Regions from separate parts of the Sus scrofa genome. Here region 2 is linked to region 1. Evidence: chromatin contacts called from public Hi-C data. All regions are on one chromosome and are shown on one strand. Each heading gives the region's core, a stretch centred on a gene start, on an enhancer-like site or on the middle of the called end of the contact. The rest is flanking DNA. Distances are from core to core; before and after follow the strand shown. Region 1 overlaps LOC106508363 (a long non-coding RNA gene). Region 2 overlaps SLC30A7 (solute carrier family 30 member 7).

Evidence for each region. A called contact is a pair of places that touch in the nucleus more often than the background predicts.
Region 2: a contact with region 1 is called in a Hi-C map of liver, with 5 times the contacts expected there. The contact joins two enhancer-like sites. A contact is called at or near these places in 3 of 47 Hi-C or Micro-C datasets (embryonic fibroblasts and liver) and 1 of 2 datasets of contacts at active chromatin or transcription factors (skeletal muscle).

The regions. Positions count from the first base shown.
Region 1 is chr4:117,107,272-117,109,971 of Sscrofa11.1, forward strand. The region is part of intron 6 of LOC106508363 (a long non-coding RNA gene); the gene reads right to left. Among named protein-coding and RNA genes, the nearest start is that of S1PR1, 39 kb to the left of the region's middle. Within about 2 kb of position 1,375, at least 11 of the 83 cell types and tissues checked have an H3K27ac peak or open chromatin away from gene starts, as enhancers often do. A contact at or near this core is called in liver, where this site is marked.
Region 2 is chr4:117,352,334-117,355,033 of Sscrofa11.1, forward strand. The region is part of intron 8 of SLC30A7 (solute carrier family 30 member 7); the gene reads right to left. Among named protein-coding and RNA genes, the nearest start is that of SLC30A7, 43 kb to the right of the region's middle. Within about 2 kb of position 1,353, at least 3 of the 83 cell types and tissues checked have an H3K27ac peak or open chromatin away from gene starts, as enhancers often do. A contact at or near this core is called in liver, where this site is marked.

The DNA.
Region 1 (2,700 bases), core at 125-2,624:
TCTTCCTTTTCCTTTTTTGGCTGCATCTGTGGCATGTGGAACTTTCTGACCCCAGGGATCAAACCCCCACCACAGCAGTGACCCAAACACCATTTCAGTGACAAAGTCAGATCCTTAACCACAAGGGAACTCAAGGTTGTAAGTTTCTTGAGGGCAAATTTTTTTCAATTTGAAGAGCATCTAGCATAATATTATTTTCCAAATTCAAGTTGCTTTGTTCTGTTTGCTTTTTAAGGCCACACCCGTGGCATATGGAAGTTCCCAGGCTAGGGGTCAAATCGGAGCTACAGCCACCAGCCTATACCATAGCCCCAGCAATGCTGGATCCAAGCTGTGTCTGTGCCACACCACAGCTCACAGCAACACCAGAATCCTGATGCACTGAGCGAGGCCAGGGATAAAACCCCTATCCTCATGGATACTAGTTGGATTCATTTCCACTGTGCCACAACAGGAACTGCCAAATTCAAGTGTTCTAAAATTGATGTATCTAAGTGTATATTCTGATGAGTATTGAAAAACATATATACCTGTGTCTATGTACCCACTCTCCCAATCAAGATAGACAACATTTCTAGCCATGTCTACTGTCTCAGTAGACATCTGGCTCAGCTTCAGGAGGAAGAGGCAGGACCAGAAGGGTGAATCGTAAGTTTGAGGCCAGCTAAAGGGATTGATTGGATCATCTGATAAAGTGAAAGGCAAATACTAAAGTCAGATGATGCAGTATTTTGTATTGAGCAAGTCTGGGATTGTGCAACCTGTGGATTACTCAGTCAAAGTTCAGTGACTGACAGGCAGCGGTGGAGACCGAGGCCCCAGGGTGGCCATGCCAAAGCCAGCTATGATCCTCTAGCTGGGACAAGCTGACCTCAAAAGAACTCTAGGAAGTTGAGGGTTACAGCACAGGCTGCTCCAACCTGAGGATCCAAGGTGATGAGATTTCTGGGAGCTTCTTTATTAAAAACATTTGCTCAGTGACAGACTGCTGATAAAAGGGATCCCTTGGCTGACTTGAATGTTTGGCTGCTTTATGAGTAAAACATCCCACTCGATTTCCCAAATGGGAATTGCCTTCGACTAAGAACATGCGAAAAGGCTGAGAGACTGATCCCAGCAGAATTAACATTATACTATATTACCTCTACCTTAAAACAGAATTTTTTAAAACATAAATCAGATCAAGCCATTCACCTGTGCAAAACCTTGCACTAGCTTTCCAAATTACAAAAGAAATCCAAAATTCTTAACCATGACCAACAAAGGCCCAAGCTGGTCTGGTTTTGCATCTACGCTCCCAGCACTGGCTTCACTTAAACTGCCCCTTCCTACTGGTTCTTAGACGTGCCAAGTCATTCCAAGACCTTTGCACTTGCTGTCCTCCTTTCCAGGGATGCTATTCCGCAAGCCCTTTGCTTTCAGGCATCCACACTTTGTTCAGCTCTATCAGCTACTTAGAGAAGTCTGGCCCAATATTTCTATCTTTCCCTTGCCCATTTTATTTTTCCTCTTAGTCCTTCTCAGTATCTGAAAATACACTGTAATTTAAATAATTTACCTGTTTATGGTCTGTTTCCCTCACTATAATGTTGGCTTTTATAATCTTTCTGCTTCATTGTTATGTCCCTGTGACTAAAGCAGTATCTGAGCATCTTCAAAACTCAATAAATACTTGTTGGATGAAGGAACGGGTTTTCGTATCTTCCGAATTAAACACCACACATATCATCTAGCCCAACACGCTTGTTTCATAGAGGAAGAGACCTATCACCTGAGGTGAAGGGGTGAAGGTTATCTTGGGACTACTTCTTGCTCTTGCTCCAGAACCCTTCAGCAAACCATGCAGCCAGTCATCTTCCAGCCACACTCTTTTGTGCCTTGATGTGATTGGCAATGCACAGTAACTAAAAGGTATTAGTCAAAGGCCCTTGTCTTTTACTTTCTACCTCTCTGGGGTCTCTCCATCTCCTCTCCCCCTCCTCTCCCTCCGCCTTTCCTTCAGGTAATCCTTTGAGTTACACTCTTGGCCCACCTTCCCCACTGGCCCCCTAGGTAGTCAAGTCCATTGCACCTGTATGCTAATGAATCAATACCTCCAGCCCAGATGCCTCTCCTTATCTCCAACTCACATGCTAACTCCTTACCAGACAGCTCTGTCTAGATGCCTCTGGGCATTACACACTCAGTATTTCCAAAGCAGAATTTATTCCCCATCAAAGCAGCTCTTCCGCCAGTGCTCCCTATCCAATGAATGAGGTTATCCAACCTGGCAAACTTCTCGCACTCTGTTCCCCTCAAATAATCCTAAGGAGGTGTTGATTCCACTTCCCAAATATTTATTGCATCTAATTCTGTCATTTTCACTGCCTCTAATTTTATTTATACTTCTCATCAATTCTTACATGGATGAATATAAAATTGCCTAATTATTTTTCAAGATGCAGTTTGCTACCCTTTAATGAGGCATCAAATCAATTTAGTGGGTCATAACAAGCTTTTTTTTTTTAAATCTCTTATTTCTTTGTACAAGGCAGAAATTAGCAGGATCAAAATTAGTAGGAACACAAAGGCATTTACTGGCAGCTTTTCCTTTTTTGTAAAGGTCAAAGTACTCAAAACATTTCAAACGAGCACAAAGACACATCTAATAGAGAAAGCCTGTTCCCTGCCCCCATTCACTTAAACTGAGTGGAGAAATGT
Region 2 (2,700 bases), core at 103-2,602, 250 kb after region 1:
TGACATAAATGACAGCAACATCTTCTCAGATCCACCTATCAAGAGTATTGACAATAAAAAGAAAAATAAACAAATGGGACCTAATCAAACTTCAAAGTTCCTGCACAGCAAAGGAAATCCTAAACAAAATGAAAAGACAACCCACAGAATGGGAGAAAATCTTTGCAAGTGAATCAGCTGACAAGGGATTCATCTCCAAAATTTATAAACACCTTCTGCAGCTCCATACCAAAAACACAAACAACCCCATCAAAAAATGGGCAGAAGATCTAAACAGACAATTCTCCAAAGAAGATATACAGATGGCCGAGAAACACATGAAAAGATGTTCAACATCACTCATCATTAGAGAAATGCAAACCAAAACCACTATAAGGTACCACCTCACACCAGCCAAAATGGCCATCATCCAAAAGTCTACAAACAATAAGTGCTGGAAAGGGTGTGGAGAAAAAGGAACCCTAGTACACTGTTGGTGGGATTGTAAATTAGTGCAACCACTGTGGAAAACAGGATGGAGATTCCTCAGAAAACTCAAAATAGAACTACCATTTGATCCAGCAATCCCACTCCTGGGCATCTATCCAGAGAAAACCACGATTTGCAAAGACATATGTACTCCGATGTTCATTGCAGCGCTATTTGCAGTAGCCAAGACATGGAAACCACCTAAATGTCCATCGACAGAGGAGTGGATCAAGAAGATATGGTACATATACACAATGAAATATTACTCAGCCATTAAAAGAAATGAAATACTGGCATTTTTAGCAACATGGATGGACCTGGAAATTATCATGCTAAGTGAAGTCAGCCATACAATGAGACACCAACATCCAATGCTTTCACTGACATGTGGAATCTGAAAAAAGGACAGACTGAACTTCTTTGCAGAACAGATGCTGACTCACAGACATTGAAAAACTTATGGTCTCCGGAGGAGACAGTTTGGGGGGTGGGGGGATGTGCTTGGGTTGTGAGATGGAAATCCTGTGAAATCAGATTGTTATGATCATTACACAACTACAGATGCGATAAATTCATTTGAGCAATGAAAAAAAGAAAGAAATACAATAATATATTTTATATAAAAGAAAAATCTCTTCTTTCCAAGTTTTAAGCCTTAAATACTTTTTCTTATCTAATGTAACTGGCTTATGATCACTAATATATTACCACACTTGCTGTGTTCCTTCTAATATTTCTAAGACTGTCTGCCAGCCCTTTCTTAACTAGGGATCCTCTTCTGAACCCCGAACACACAAAATGATCTGAGTGATTATTTCTCAATTCCCCTTAGTACAACCAGTACTTTCCTAGATGCAAAGGTGAAAAGTTAATAATTACACACAACTGCATGCCTGAGGGCATTAGGGTATTCTCTCCCAGGATGCTGGTTGAGAAAAGCTGTTAGTCTAAACAGTACTGATAAATGCTCTTACTAAAGATGACAGTTTTACATATGATTAAAAAATACAATTACTAATGCAATAATACTTCCATATGTTTAGTCTTAACAATACGGATACAAACACCTTAGGAATCTGTTAAAATCTTGGGAAATTGTTTACCTTTATCTTAGTCTCCAAAAGTATAGTTCGTAAATTATAACTACTTGAAAGGTAAAACCACAAAGGAAACTGTTAGGCAACACCCAAAACCATTTTTGAAAAAAAAAAAAAATACATAATTTCTCATATTTGTACCTATTTGAAGACATGGTAGCTTCTTGTTAAAACAATGTTTAACTTAATATAGGCTACAAATAATTATCCATTTAGCCACAAAGTCAACAAGACTTATCAAAGTTAGTATCTGATCCAATTCCTGAATTCATGAACAATGACAGTCACCTATGATCTAGAATATCAAGTTTATAATTTTGTTTCATTACATATTCTTTCCACTTCATACCTCAATTTATGCCCATTATCTGGCATTTATAAAGCCTGTACCTTAGTTTGCGTCAAAAAAAAAGTGGGCTATTTTTTTCTTCCATATGATAAGAAATAAACATATTATTTGAATAACTTTGCCCCTAACAAAAAGACAGTTTCTTAAAAAAAAAAAAAAAAAAGGTTTTCTTTGTATTTACAAATGATTACAGTGAAGGGTACAGAGCACCATAACACCATAAGAATATAACTTATGAGTTGAAGAAAACTGATTTAAAACAAAACAAAACAAAACAAAACAAAACCTCCAGCAAGGTTTCAGAAATGCCACACCAGTAACAAAGCTTATTTCTGCATCCTGTTTATATATTTCTTCCCATCATGCACAGGTACCTTTTATAAGTGAATCAAAAATCTATGTAACTTTTAAATCACAGTACAAAGTTACAAGTAATTGTTCAGATTTCTGTACTCTTAAGTTATCAATCCACTTTCCATTCCAATTCAACTTACTAATGGGGAAAAGAGGAGCAAAATTACATTGAAATCTGCTGTATTTTCAGATGATAAAAAATTATACTCTCACTATTATACTCAATATCCTGCTTTTCATTAGGAAACAAAATTCATCATGCTACAACCCAGTTTCATACAGAAGTTGATATCACCCTTTGCCTGTGTTAGAAAACGAGAGGGGGGAAAAAAAGTCTTTTTCTAGGAAATTATTGCCACTTGAATGTGATAATGCAACACTGGGCAGCCAAGAAGGGCTAGAGCTCTATTGCCATGGCATGTTCTCAACTGA